Regions from separate parts of the Mus musculus genome. Here region 2 is linked to region 1. The links are chromatin contacts, called in public HiChIP or PLAC-seq maps. All regions are on one chromosome and are shown on one strand. The core of a region is the stretch at or near the end of the contact, and the rest is flanking DNA. Distances in the headings are between cores, read along the strand shown.

What was found. HiChIP or PLAC-seq counts read pairs in DNA pulled down with a chosen protein or histone mark.
Region 2: a contact with region 1 is called in an H3K27ac HiChIP or PLAC-seq map of embryonic stem cells, with 7 read pairs. The contact joins two enhancer-like sites. A contact is called at or near these places in 2 of 484 Hi-C or Micro-C datasets (embryonic stem cells and nephron progenitors) and 1 of 115 datasets of contacts at active chromatin or transcription factors (embryonic stem cells).

Annotation. Positions count from the first base shown.
Region 1 is chr10:110,853,202-110,860,779 of GRCm38.p6, reverse strand. The region is part of intron 2 of 1700020G17Rik (RIKEN cDNA 1700020G17 gene); the gene reads left to right. Among named protein-coding and RNA genes, the nearest start is that of Gm22186, 35 kb to the left of the region's middle. Within about 2 kb of position 4,594, at least 13 of the 459 cell types and tissues checked have an H3K27ac peak or open chromatin away from gene starts, as enhancers often do. A contact at or near this core is called in embryonic stem cells, where this site is marked.
Region 2 is chr10:110,988,694-110,996,271 of GRCm38.p6, reverse strand. The region is part of intron 1 of Zdhhc17 (zinc finger, DHHC domain containing 17); the gene reads left to right. Among named protein-coding and RNA genes, the nearest start is that of Zdhhc17, 18 kb to the left of the region's middle. Within about 2 kb of position 3,956, at least 91 of the 459 cell types and tissues checked have an H3K27ac peak or open chromatin away from gene starts, as enhancers often do. A contact at or near this core is called in embryonic stem cells, where this site is marked.

The DNA.
Region 1 (7,578 bases), core at 3,345-5,844:
AAGAGCATGCCCAGAAGGATATATAAGAAAGTACTTACTATATTCCCAGTAACGTGAATTATTATACAACCTGGCCTGAAAACTATTGTAATTTCCTAAAATATTCTTGTTGATTTTCTCTAGATTAGAAACACAAAAATCAGCATTACATGTTGGGAGGATAATGAGTTCCATTATTTTACCCCTGGCTTTCCTGGTGTCATTTACATGGGCGTGCACACAGACCAGGGATAATCGATCTGGTTTGTGAAGAATTGTAGTTCCCGGGTAATTTTACCCAATTTCTGCGGGAACTCATTTTGGACGAGCTTCCATGGCTAATACATCATTTGAATTAATTCACTTTGGGATCTGTGTCATTAATAACTAGGACTTCCAGACCCATTCCTTTGAAGTTTTCTGTATTAATCAAATCACTTAATTCATAGAGGTGTTTACAGACACCATGGACATTTTTTTCCCCAGGATATGTCAATGGCATTGAGGATAAATATCGTGGAAGCATAGGGATGCTTTTTCAAGTGATTTTGTACTTCTTGACTTGCGGGGTATTTTGCTGCAGACGTTGAGTTGAAAACAGCTGTGGACTTATTTGCGTCAACCTGATTTTACAAAGAACAAAATTGGGGAGATGGCGAATACTGGACAATAGGAAAGAAGTGTCTGAGTTTGAATCTTATTGAGGGGTAGCAAAGGGGGGCCTGCTTTGTGGGATATTTGGCGGGATGTTCTAAAGAAGCCCATGCCTCATCATCTTGCCTTTTGGAATACACATATTCATTTCTGTTTCTATTTCTTATGGGAATTGGCTTCTCAGAATGTATTCACAGACCCTTCCTACTGTATGGAAAATGGAGCAGGCACAAGGGCTCTGTTCTATCATTCTTTTCTTACTGTTTCTTTTCTTTCTTTGCCATTGGTATTGTGGAGATGGACTTGTGCTCTGTAGCCCAGGCTAGCCTAGGACTCACTAGACAGTGCAGGTTGACTTTGAACTGATGACACTCCTCCTATTCAGCTTCCTAAATGATAGGATTATGGTCCTGAGCCACCGTGCCCAGCGAAGGATGGAGCCATGTATCTATCAGGCTGTGGCAAGTCCTAGAGATATATAAAACAGATGTTCTAACAATCCTAATAGCCCGCATGTGTTGGTGCTAGTAACTCAGTAATAAAGTGTGCCAACCACAGTGTCTGGAAGTGTATGTTGGTCAAGTTGCATCTCTGGCATGTGAGAAACCACTGCAGATGCCTGTAATTCCAGGGCCCAGGCCATCTGTGCCCCAGCTATGGTTGCATTTGCTTGTGCTGCAGGCCACTTGGGAGTGGCAGCCTTCAGGGACACATGCTGAGGGTCCAGGCCTGGCTGTAGAGCTTGTCAGGATAGTTAGGTTTAGTGTAGTGCAACAATTGGATTTATCAGGAAACCATTGCTATGGGTAACTTTTAAAATATTGCATGTCACTAGATGTCTGGATATCTTAACAGGTGTGTACATATATATGTATAAACATACACACACATGAGCACATGTTCTCTTCCTCATACTACCACCAACACCCTCATACGACCAATAATGTTCACCCATCTGGTCCCAACCAGTTGCTTCATATTACCTCAGATCTATTTGAATCATTTTGTTCTAATTTTTTTAATAATATAAAGCATGATTCTCAGGGAGGAGAAACAATGTTTAAATTTACAAATAATTATAAATATTATGCAAATTTATTTTAACACAAGGAGAAGAGACTGAGAAAGTTTTCCTTTGTAATTCTTAGACAAGTTATTTTCTGAAAGCAACACATTGGCGACTGATTTGAATTTTCTGGTTCAGCAACAACAGAACATATTTTCTCTTCTCTGGCTGTTGTCACTTCATCTGAACAGAGAAATAGATATAGTTTCCCAGAATTGTTTAAGATAATCCCAAGAGGGAAAGTTTCACATGTGCAGATACTGGTTGGAAAAACCAGTGACCTGAGATCCTAAGTTCCCTGCAGAGTGACTGGTGTGCATTTGTATAACTGTTGGCCCTGCTGCCATAAAGCTGTGAATGTTTCATGGATTTTTGATGCGGTCCAAAGAAAACAAATTACGACAATTCCCTCTCACATTGTCAATTAGGCAAGCAGATGTGACTGCTTCAAAGCAAGGTCTTTGGGGAGTCGTTGGTGTGTTATCAAAATTAAAACTGGGCTGGATGTGAGCCCCCCATCTCCAGATCAAGCCCCCCCCATTACATTTAGTAAAGCAAGGTTTTTTTTTTAAACCCACAGTACTGCTTTATTAGTAATGATCTGGAAGATATTTAGTCATCCATTAGGGATGAAGGCAAAATGATTAAATGTCAATTACTGCGATTTTTACACCTTGGGCTCTTTGGAGATGTCCCTCTCCCAATTTTATTCCAGTGAAAATGATCTTGCCCACATGGACACTGGCTTGGCTACCTGGTTCATCCTTTGACGTGCAGACAACTCCCGTGTGTCTCGCTCTACCCTTCAGATTCAGCCCCGCTGGAAAAGGAATAGGATAAATTGAAAATAGCCTTCTTAGCTTCATATGCTATCAAGCCAATATAAGGCCATGTTCCTGTGTATAGCTTCCCTGCCTCAGCCGGTTTTTTTATTACTAATGGGAATTTCTTTGTCTGGCTTAGATTTGTGTGTGTTCCAGCCTTTGCCAAGCTCTCTTCATTTTTTAAAATAGAAACTTAATGAACATAAAATTAATGACAAATCTAATTATAGCGATTTGCATAAATTAGAAGACATTTTTATTGATTTCTGAGGACTTATCTCTACAAGAGAGGATGTATAAATTTAGATGCTAATTAATCCAAGATTATCTTTGTTAATGAGTGTTAGCATACATTAAGCTTCCCAGTGAAGAGGAGAGAGGCATGCTGGGGGCTGAGGGACATGGGCAGAAAGAATCTCTGAGTTCTCACTGCTTCTCCAGGGCTTCCTTTTCTCCCTCTGCTAAGCTACCAACGTGGCCAGATTTAATGACAAATTTCTGTCATTAAACCTTGTGAACCTTACAAATGTATTTATTTTTAATTTAATTTATTTTTTTTAACTTATTCACTTTATATCCCTCTCACTGCCCCCTCCCAGTCACTCCTCCCACAATCTTTCCCCCATCCCTCTCCCCTTCTCCTCCAGGTGCCCCCCTCCCCCCAGGGATCCCCTTGCCCTGGCACTTCAAGTCTCTGTGAGGCTAGGTGCTTCCTCTCCCACTAAGGCCAGACAAAGCAGCCCAGCTAGAAGAACATATCCCATGTACAGGCAACAACTTTTGGGATAGCCCCTGCTCCCCGCATGAAGATCAAACTGCACACCAACTACATGAGTAGGTTCAGCCTGTATGTTCTTTGGTTGGTGGTTTAGATTCTGAGAGTCCCAAGGGCCCAGGTTAGTTGACTCTGTTGGTCTCCCTATGGAGTTCCTATCCCCTTTGGGGGTTCATAATCTTTCTTCCTATTTTTCCATAATTGTCCTCAAGTTCCATCCACTGTTTAGCTGTGGGTGTCTCCATCTCTCTGAGTCAGCTGCTGGGTGGAGCCTCTCAGAGGACAACATGCTCCTGTCTGCAAGTATAACCAGAGTATTATTAATAGTGTTAGGGATTACTGCTTGACCATGGGATGGATCTCAAACTGGGCCAGTTATTGGTTGGCCATTCCCTCAGTCTCTGCTCCATCCCCCATACCTGCAGTTACTTATGGACAGGATAAATTTTGGGTTGAAAGATTTGTTTGATGACTCTATAGCTCTACTGCGGTTCCTGTCTAGCTAAAGGGGGTGGCCTCTTCAGGTTCCAAATCCCCATTGTAGTGAGTCACAGCTATGATCACCCCCATTGATTCTTTTGTTGTTGTTGTTATTGTTTTTGTTTTGTTTTCAAGACAGGGTTTCTCTGTGTAGCCTTGGCTTTCCTGGAACTAACTCTGTAGACCAAGCTGGCCTCAAACTCAGAAATCCACCTGTCTCTGTCTCCCAAGTGCTGGGATTAAAGGCATGCGCCACCAATGCCGGCTTTTTCTTTCTTTCTTTTTTTTTTTTTTTTTGTTTTTTGTTTTTTGTTTGTTTGGTCCCCCTTATCCCAAGTCTCTGTCATCCTGAAGATGCCTCCCACCTCCTCACCCCTGTCAGTTGCAGATTTTCATGGCTATCTAGCCATCTCTCCTGTCCTTCCCATAACCTGATCCTAAATCTCCCATCTCTCTTCCCTCCCTATTTCCTCTGTCCATCTGCCTCCTATGACTATTTTATTCCTTCTTCTAAGTGAGATCCTGTTGGGGCCAACCTGCGGCTCTCATGTCTGGGTTCGAGCCTGGGAGGCATCTTGGAACTGAAAGAAAAGAGGGAATCTAGGCGGGTAGAGAGAAATGGAGCCAAGACAGTATTCTGATCAAGACTCAAATTTTTAATGGTGGACACACTTTATAAAGGAGAAGGGAAAGCCCATTCCCTCCAAATCATCCTTGGAGCCCAGCTGCAGATGACCACGTGTAGACTCAGATGTAGACTCTGGAACAGGTAGGCCGACTCCCAGCAGGCGGCAGCAGCAGCAGCAGCAGCAGCAGCAGCAGCAGCTGCGGCAGTGGCTGAACAATAAAATGATCCAGGGAGGCAGGCTCCACCCTAAGTAGTCTCCTTAGTAGCAACAAAATCAAGGTCTGGCTCAGCCTGCTTCAGGCTTGTGGGAGGCTACATCTCCTCCCTGTTATTAATATTAAAAAAAAAAAAGCTGGACTGAGGCATAAAATTTATTTATGCTTTATAGTTCTGCTTGAATTCTTTGGGCCTAGTGAAGAAACCTGTCTCAGTGGGATTCTATAACTTTTCTCATGGTAAAACCTTCTTTGGTTAAGACTGTCCTTACTGTCCTAGTAAACATTCTGCAGACCAGCCCTGAGCTCCTGGCTCAGTCTTTTGTAATGTTTAATTAGTTACTGAATAGGTAACTTCCTTACTGAATTCCTACTGAATTCCAAGTTGTCTGCTTCAAGGTCTTTCTAGGACATTGGAACACTGGCAAAGGCTAAACTATATCAGAATTCAATCTTAAAAGGCACTTATAATAAGATAATACTAAAGGAGTAATAAGATAATACTAAAGGAGAGCACGTGGATCCATACACCAGACTAACGCAGGGATAGGGTAAGAATGTATGGGTTATGAGATCACCAAAGTTCCAGGAGGTGAGTTTCTGTGAAACTCTTTGCCTCGTAGCCTGCCAAGCAAACTTCACTGGAGTGTGCATAGCATTCTCCCATTTTTATATTTTTGCCGAAGTTCCAGAATGTCCCACCTCATCGTAGCTATAGATCTTAGGAGTGCTCTAAAGATAAGTGGAAACACAATGATTTACTAATAAATTAGTGTCAATAATAATACTGAACCCAATCCAGGGGATTCAATGTACTAGGTTATCTTTAAATCTCTGGCCAATTCATCAATGTTCCAAGTGTCCAAGTGACTATTGCTAATATCTGAAATTTCTACCTTTCTAGCCTTAATATATGTTATGTCCTGCCCTATTGTTAAGACTACTACTTCTAAGACATTAACCTTTGCCTCCAATTCTTTATCTGGCTCTGTGGTGTACTATCAATAAACCACGGCCTCTTGGCATGTACCTCTGTCTAGATTGATATGATTTTGAGATTTGGGTGCCTGTCTAGACTGTCTGGCCCTCATAGCAAACCTTAATCCCAAATCAGACTAAAAGCCACAATATGTAATAGAATTCTTCTTGAATGAAGTTTAGAAACTGTCACCTGGAGGCAGGGATGCACGCCTGTTGCAGTCAGGCTGAAGGGCATTGACTGACATGCTTGAAAAACAAAGTCCAGACAGTGAAAGGCACAGTACAAAAGCTTCTTTTGGGGAAGTCCATGTACTCCATTCTATTGCAAATTAGTGACGATCAGGCTTAGACTTAGAGCTCCAGGTGTGGGGGAGGTGACCCTGAGAATCACAGAAAGGCTGCAATCTTTCTGGGAGAGAAGGCTGTGTTCTAATTTAACTTTGTTAAGTAATTAAGAATATTTTGTTATCTTCCCTGGGATACTCTAATACTGGAATTATTACTAGACCAGTCCAAGATTGAGTTAGAATAACCGGTCACATGAGGGAAAGAGAAGAATCACTAATCTTTCTAAGTCAGATTACACAGTCGCTGATATTCTTTTTACCTTAAGGTTAAAAGCTTGAAGCAAGGCAGCTTCAATTGTCCAAACTGGGAAAATGGCAAGCAAGGATGAGTCGAAAACATGTACCCAATTTAGCTTCCTAGTCACTACAGTCAGGGCACTTACCTGTCAGTCTGTCACACGAATTAGCCATCATGCTTCTGCAGCGTTCTGTGGAGAGAACCTATGATTTTCCCTTTCCTAAATCATCCACAAATAGTGATACTTTGACTTCTTCCTTTCCAATTTGTATCCCCTTGATATACTTTAGTTGTCTTATGCTCTGGCTAGAACTTCAAGAATTATATGGAATAGATAAGGAGAAAGTAGGCAGCCTTGTCTTGTCCCTAATTTTAGTGGAAATGCTCTAGTTTCTCTCCATTTAGTTTGATGTTGGCTATTGGCTTGCTGTATATTGCTTTGATTATGTTTATGTATGTGCCATGTATCCCTGCTTTCTGAAATACCTTTAACATGAATGAGTGTTGGACTTTGCCAAGGGCTTTTTCAGCATCTAATAAGATAATCATGTGATTTTTTTTTCAGTTTGTTTGTATGGTGAATTATGTTGATGGATTGTCATATATTGAACTATCTCTGTATCACTAGGATGAAGCCTACTTGATCTTGATGGATGATGTCTTTGATGTGTTCCTGGATTTGGTTTGCGAATATTTTATTGAGTATTTTTTTTTCCATTTTTTATTAGGTATTTAACTCATTTACATATCCAGTGCTATACCAAACGTCCCCCATATCCACCCACCCCCACTCCCCTGCCCACCCACTCCCCCTTTTTGGCCCTGGTGTTCCCCTGTACTGGGGCATATAAAGTTTGCAAGTCCAATGGGCCTCTCTTTCCAGTGATGGCCGACTAGGCCATCTTTTGATACATATGCAGCTAGAGGCAAGAGCTCCGGGGTACTGGTTAGTTCATAATGTTGTTCCACCTATAGGGTTGCAGATCCCTTTAGCTCCTTGGCTACTTTCTCTAGCTCCTCCATTGGGAGCCCTATGATCCATCCATTAGCTGACTGTGAGCATCCACTTCTGTGTTTGCTAGGCCCCGGCATAGTCTCACAAGAGACAGCTACATCTGGGTCCTTTCAATAAAATCTTGCTAGTGTATGCAATGGTGTCAGCGTTTGGATGCTGATTATGGGGTGGATCCCTGGATATGGCAGTCTCTACATGGTCCATCCTTTCATCTCAGCTCCAAACTTTGGCTCTGTAACTCCTTCCATGGGTGTTTTGTTCCCAAATCTAAGGAGGGGCATAGTGTCCACACTTCAGTCTTCATTCTTCTTGAGTTTCATGTGTTTAACAAATTATATCTTATATCTTGGGTATCCTAGGTTTGGGGCTAATATCC
Region 2 (7,578 bases), core at 2,707-5,206, 140 kb before region 1:
GTCACAACTGCATGGCATGAATTTTAGTGACCGAGCATTTCCCAGCCCTAACTGCATTTTAAATTTTTGATGTTGTTGAGTTAAAAAAAAAAGAATGTTGATGATCCAGATTTAGGTGCTCTGCTTGTACAAGCAGCAATACTGACCACCAGAGCCGTCTTACAAAACTATACAAATGGAGAATAAATCGGGGCTTACCAGAGGCTAATCAGGGAAGGAGAATTGGTACTGCTTTAAAACCTGTGTCCTCACGTGCACATCTGATGCACAGATCTACGAGACTACATTTTTGTACATGAGGGAGTGAAGTGTTCCAACTGTCACATTCATTGCTACAAACAAACTCTGTACTTGGGCACATTACTTTTACTTTGGGTGTCTCCATTTTTCTTTCCTGAAAATGCTAGGATAATGAAAAACCTTCATTTTAATGGTTCTTTATAGAATTGATTAAGTTAATGTACTAAGTGCTGTATGTAGGCTTAACATTTTCAAACTCTGAAATTGAGGTTTCTGTTTTGCTGTGAGTGGTGCCTTTTGCTTTTGGCAAATAGTAGTAGTAGTAGTAGTAGTAGTAGTAGTATAATAGTAGTAGTAGTAGTATAATAGTAGTAGTAGTAGTAGTAGTATAATAGTAGTAGTAGTAGTATAATAGTAGTAGTAGTAGTATAATAGTAGTAGTAATAGTATAATAGTAGTAGTAGTAGTATAGTAGTAGTAGTAGCATAGTAGTAGTAGTAGTATAGTAGTAGTAGTAGTAGTATAGTAGTAGTAGTAGTAGGAGGAGGAGGAGGAGGAGGAGGAGGAGGAGTAGGAGTAGCAGCAGCAGCAGCAACTGTACAGTTGGAGGCCCTCACTTTAGTCAGCAATCCATTGAGAGAATATTTGAGGGTGTGTGATTATTGGTTATGTTCAAACTATAGCTAATTTCTAGTATGGCCAAGAAAATGACAGCGTTGGAACACATGGAATGTAGCTTGGAAGGAGATTCCATTGTTTTGGGGTTTATAGGTGGTATTGACAGCTGTAGGTTAAAGCAGTGATGGGGTGGGGACCAGCTCTGACCGTGAAAATTTAGTAACCAATTAAATCTGCCTCTGCCTCTATAGAGGATCTTGTAAGCACCATAGTCCTCCAATTCAAGTGATAAAAGCTTCGTAAGTGGTTCTGCTGGCAGTGTTCTCTCTGTGACACGTGATAGTAATGGTGTGGTTTGCAGTAACATCTTTAATGTTTGATACTTCATCAATGTCAGCTCTCAAGGAAATGCCACTATCCAAAGTTCCGGTAGACAAAAGCCAGCATTCCTCAGGACCTGTGATGTAAATCCCCCTCTTAAAAAGCAGTCAGTTTCCTTCTCGCTGACAGAAGGGACAAATGCCTTTCTGGGGTGCCTATTGGCCTCCTGGCTTTGTCCACATCACCATTAGGTAGTTCTTCTTACCTCCTGCCATACCAGACCCTCCCTCAGCTCAGGAGCTTACTCCGAAGCTGTGTACTTCACCTTATAACCCAGCTATGTCGGTTATCCTCTTCCCATGGCTCTTCCTTGGCCCTTGATCTTGGTCTCTCCTTTGTCTTCCTCGTGTTCCCCATGTTCCTGACCCCGTGGCCTAGTCCAGACTGCTGATCACGTTTAGTGTACTACTGTCTCTCTCTGCTGGACTCTCCCAGATGCTCTGGCTGCTCTTCCTCTCTATTACGTCTATAATAGAAGCCTTCCCCACAGCCATACCTTGAAGCAGTCCTGCTGTCCATTTATAGTCTCCAAGTAAAGTTCAGAATAGTATCTAGGAAGTAAAATTGGCTACTATTACTAATTTAATTTTAACAAAGTTACTTATTTTTAATATGATGTGTATATGTTGTGTGTTGGGATGGAGGCTGTGCATATGAGCGCAGTTGTGTCCAGCCCCTGGAGGGACCGGACTTGTGAGTTGTGTGTGCTCCTTACCTGCTGAGCCTCTTCTGTCCCCGGATTGTTTTCCTATGCATTTCAAGATGAGTGCACATGGCTGCTTTGTTAATCTTGCTTTTCTCTGGGTCTTTTTTTTTTTTAATTTAACTTTGACATTTTGTTTGTCTATGTACCTTACCTGAAATTGTAAATATCCATCATTCTTCAGTGATTTATAGGTTTAATTTTGAATCATTGTAAACATTAATTTATTTGGAATGTTTGAATATCATAGTATAGCTATGCAGGATCTTAACGCCTCCACTGCTGGGGCATTTGCTGAGACGGTGTTTGGGCACACGCTAGATAAAATTATTTCCTTGTCAACATGTAAGTGGTAATACGGTTTAGAATCTGTAGTGTTTTCCTCAACCCTGTCTGGGTATAATTTTACTTCAGAGCGTAATAATCTTACCTTTATGGTGTTTAGAACTGTATTTTCCTATGCAGCAGCCTCCGTGACATGAGACTGTTCGAAATAAATGAAGTTGATAAAATAAAAATTCACATTTCAGTCATAAAACTGAAATCTTGAGTGTATATTAGTGTTATGTGTCTAGCAACTATTGCTTCTGACAGCACAAAATTGAGGGCTGTCTTCCTATTGCACAGGTCTATTGGACAGCATCCATCTGTGTAGGTTTTCTACATTTTCTATGTCTTCCACAAATGTCTTTTGGAGAATGGAGAAATTGCTTAGTTGGTAAAAGCTTATGCGTTTAAGGATGAAGACCTGAGTTTGACCCACGTGAAAGCTGGGCTGAGCAATGTGCACGTGTAACCCTGGAGCTGGGGGCAGAAAGAAAAGGGTTCTCAGAGCTGGCCAGCCATTCGAGCCAGATGCTGACTGAGCTCCAGGTTCAGTGAGAGCCCCTGCCTGGCTCAGAAAGCACTGTGGTAAGATCATTCACTGCTCCTCCAGAAGGCCAGAGCTCACAAGTGCATGTAACTCCATCCACGAGATTTGGCACCCTCTTTTGGCCTCTGAGGATGCCATACATAAAAGTAATAAAGAAAAAAAAGATGGAGAGCAATTGAGGCAGACACCCCATGTCAACTTTAGGCCTCAGAACCCATCCTCACATCTCCATGCATACCCATACATGCACACACATGTACACACATACACACATCTCCATGCATATCCACACATGCAACACACGTACACACATACACACATACACACAAACAGGTAGTACATGAGTGGAATCATTTAGAATGTTCCATACAGGGTTTATTTATTTTTTCTCCCATGCAGCATAGTTGTTGGAGATTTGTCAGGTACTCCTGGTGGGTCATTCCCTTTTATTACTGACTGCTGTTCCATAGTGTGAATAGACCATTTTATACATATACTGCAAATGACCTGGGTTCCCAGCTTCTATTATATTTGTTAAAGTATATCTATGTATGTATATCAATATATATCATAGTTTTTGTATTTAGTTATAATTATTTATGTACAGGTATTTACACAAGCAAAATTTTTATTCTAATGCAGTTACTGGATCACATGGCTGTATACTAGTGTTTTTAAGAAATCAAGCTCTTTCCAGAGTGGCTGTGCATTTTACATTACCGTCAGCTGAGTATGTGTGACACAGTCTCTGATCCTCATTGGTACTTGGTGATGTTGCTTTCTTATTTCATTGTTCTGGCTTCTTTCCAGTCTGATTTTCAGATTTCTTTTGTGATTCAGTTAAGTTACCATTCTGTAGGAGAGTGCTGGCAGGGGTGCAGGGGTGTGGAGTTAGGATCAGGTATGTGTTAAAAGGTGAGACCTGAGTGCAAGAAACAGAAGACATTTGCAGTAAGTATGAGGGGCTAAAGGTGAACTGGAAGTAGGGAGAGAGAGGAGACAACTTTTGATGTGCCTTTATGAAGGGTCACGAGGGTGGCAGTGTTGACCTTGCTGGGGAAGGGAAAGAAAGGGTGTGGATTTGCTAGCCAAAGCTTAGTTATTGAATGTGCAGGCGTGCTGTGTGGGTCACATGATTTGCATAGTGACACAGCACGCGTATTCAGAGGACAGCTTAACAGAGCTGAGTCTCCTCAGCCTTGTGCAGATTCCAGGGATTGAGGCGAGCTTCCCCAGCAAGCACCTCTGTCTGCCAAGCTGTCTTCTGCCCCCACAGCGCACACGGATGAGTGAGTGCCTCATTTACACGGGCACTGACAACTGACCGTTAGGTTTTATCATGGCTAACAGCTGTGGGGTTGTTTGATGTGAGATTAGGAAATAAAGAACAAACTAGCTATATTGCAGTCACTCAAGTAGGGAAGTTTTAAGTAGGCCAGAGATGACAAGGTAGCACTTGTTTTCAGATATTTTATGTCAAGCTTAAAAATAGATGTGGAGACGGCAATTCTATTAAATTATGACTGACCCACTCACTGTGTATGTGTGTGTGTGTGTATTCCCCTCCCCCCCCATGTGGTGTGTGTGTGTGTGTGTGCACACGTGTGCGTGTGCTTGTGTGTGTGTGTTGATACTGGTTTTCTTGGTTGCTCTCTGCCTTATAGTTTGAGGTAGTCTCTTGCTGACCCTGGAGCTCACCATCCAGCTAGCTTAGTCTCGCTAGCTTACTGGAGAACCTGCCCCTTGTTTCCCAAGGGCTGGGGATTAAAGACAAGTTTATTATGTCCATATGGCTTAAAGTCATCACTTTATCTGAGGAACTATCTTCTCAGCCTGATGCCCACCCCTTTTCTTTCTTAGATAACATCTCCTATGTAGCCAGCCCACTTTGACCAGGAACTTGCAATCTCCTCCCTCAGTGTCCTGAGTGATGGGATTACAGGACTGATATGGCAACCACACCCTTGGACACTTCTAACCCACCCTGTAGTTTGTGATGTTTGCCACTCGGGAAGTGGCTGATGATAGTAAATATCCTTTCTCCTGTATATCTTCCTTCCTGTATCTTTGGTAAAGTATCTCCTGTCTGCACTAGTTTACTAGGGCTGCTGGGATCAAATAACAGACCAGACGGTTTACTTGTGGAGAGCCCTTCCCCAGTTTGGAGGCTAGAAAACAAAGGTCCAGATTACGTTGTGGACTAGTATGCTCCTTCCTTTGAAATCTTTAGCCTTTAGATGCCTGGTCTCACTGCCTTTTTAAAGGTTATACTTTTTTTTTTTTTAACATTTAGTTTTGTAATAAGTTTTGAGTTGATTTTTATGTAATTTGAGTTTGAAAAATTGGGTTGATTGGGGCTGGAGAGGTGGTTCAGTGGTTAAGAGCACTGACTGATCTTTCCGAGGTCCTGAGTTCAAATCCGAGCAACCACATGGTGGTTCACAGCTATCTATAATGAGATCTGATGCCCTCTTCTGGTGTGTCTGAAGACAGCAACAGTGTATTCACATACATAAAATAAATAATCTTAAAAAAATGGTCTTTTTTTTTTAATTTTAATTTTGCCTATGGATTCCCATTCATCTCCGAAAACTCTTTTTTTGTTTGTTTGTTTGTTTGGTTTTTTTTGTTTGTTTGTTTTGAGACAGGGTTTCTCTGTGTAGCCCTGGCTGGCCTCGAATAAAAACTCTTTTCTTAAATTGCTTTTATATTGTTAAAAATATTTGAGCAAATACATGGGTTTTAATTTTTAGGGTTTGTTTTTGTTTTCTTTTCTGTTTCTGGAGTCTTTTTGTGTCTAAAACTAAGCCAGCCCCATGCGATGCTGGTAACTTTTGTTTTGTAATAGTTCTTAAAATTGACTTTTAGAAGATAACAGGTTTCTTCCTATATCAATTTAGAATAACCTTGTCTGTAGCTACAAAGAATCTTGAGGGATTTTGATAGAAATTGCACTAAACAGACACACACATATATAAATTTGAGGAGAATGGCATCTTTATGATGGATATTCTAGTTAATAAATACAGTATGTAGGTCAGTTTATCCAGATTTTGATTTCTGTCATTGGCATTTGACATATGATGCTGCATATGACAGCTACACAGACTCCTGGGCTTTGCTTGCCCACCAATTCGTGGCCTCACCACACCATTTCTATCAGTGAGGAAACAAGTCTCTCTCCAGTTTTGAAACCAAACCAAACACTATTATTTTCCTTAGGTCTCCTTTCTGTTCTGGCTTCTGCTCTTATTAGTAACAAAACTTCCCTAGAAGAGTTGTAGGTGTTCCATGTTCTGTCCATCCTTTCTTAAGCCATCTCCTGTCAAGCATGCATCCTCACTTTGTCAAGATAATCTGACCTCCTGCTGCTAAGTCCCCAGGCCAGTTTGACAAGCTTTCTTTGTTTTGCTGTAGGGAAATAGTAACTGAAGTGTGTGAAGGTTTGGTGTTTTCAGGTCTCCAGAGCAAGAAGTCTGATAAATCTAAGCTCAGTGGGAGGAAAACATTTGTATTGTTAGTGAAGGTATAAAGTGGTACTGCCACCTGGAGGGCAGTTTCATAATAAAGTTCAAGAAACCAAGCCATTTTATCTGTAAGTAGGTGCTTACCTGAGTTGAAAAAATCTAACCAGCACAGTATCAAAAAGAATAAACGGGCAGTATTTTTGTGTGATTTATTGGTGCAGTGAAATACATTTACCATCGAGTGAAGGAGAGCCATGTATCTCAGTGCTGATTATTCTCAGAGTGACAGTGCTTACCCTGGATGCCCTGTGTAGAGTAGGTGTTGGTACCGCTTTCTCTGAGCGTTTTTTTTTCCCCCCTGGATCACACTGCTAAGCATGGGACTGACAAGGGTTCTTGTATTTAAGGACAGAGGTTGAACTTGCCCGAAGTAGATATCATCTACCCCACAACTCTTTATGACCTCTACCCTGCCCAATATAGAGACAATTTAACGAGAGAAGATTCTTTGAAGAATTTAAAGCGATTATCTCTCAACTTACCCAGTAGTATTCTTGCTAAACTTGGGCTGTGCAACCAAATGAGGACAGGAGACTAGGTCAAGAAAGGGGCGCAACTGAACACTGTGGCTGGAGCCTGTACTACCAGCAGCATTTGGGAAGCAGCTCAAGGTTCACAAGTTTGAAGCCAGGTTGGGCTGGTTAGTGAGACATTTTCTCAGTGTTCAAAAGAGCTTAACTAAAGTTTGTTCAAGGAGAGGGAGTAGACGTCCGAACTCTCAGGATGTCCCAGTTGAGAAAGCAAGTACTTGAATATCTCCATAGGTATTCATGACAATGGTTTTGGATTTCTGATCCAGTAGCCTAAGACAAAAATTTGTGTTGCTTTAAGCCACTAGGTTTGTTACAAAAGAGATGGTGAAGTAACATAATTCTTTCACACAATGCCTGATGATTTGTTTGCATAGAAAGGGAGCTCAGGTAGGAGGGGAGCTAGCTGAGTGTCTCAGAGAGCTAAAGTGATGCTCAGATTGTGAACTGGAGGATTTAAAGGCCTAAGCCTGAGGACATCTTCTAAGTAGGATGACTAACATGAGCTAAGGTATAAGACAGCAAGGATTTTGGAGGACACAGCTTACAGATGTGTAGTGTGGGTAGAGGAGAATGGTAGATACTAAAGTCGAAGAAAAAAGTAAACAGGTCATGGAAGATTCTGTAACGTTGCTGAGTGTGCTCATTTCCGTGCTAAGCCTGATCATAGGAAGAGAGTAGTAGAGGCAGAGGCATGGATGGACT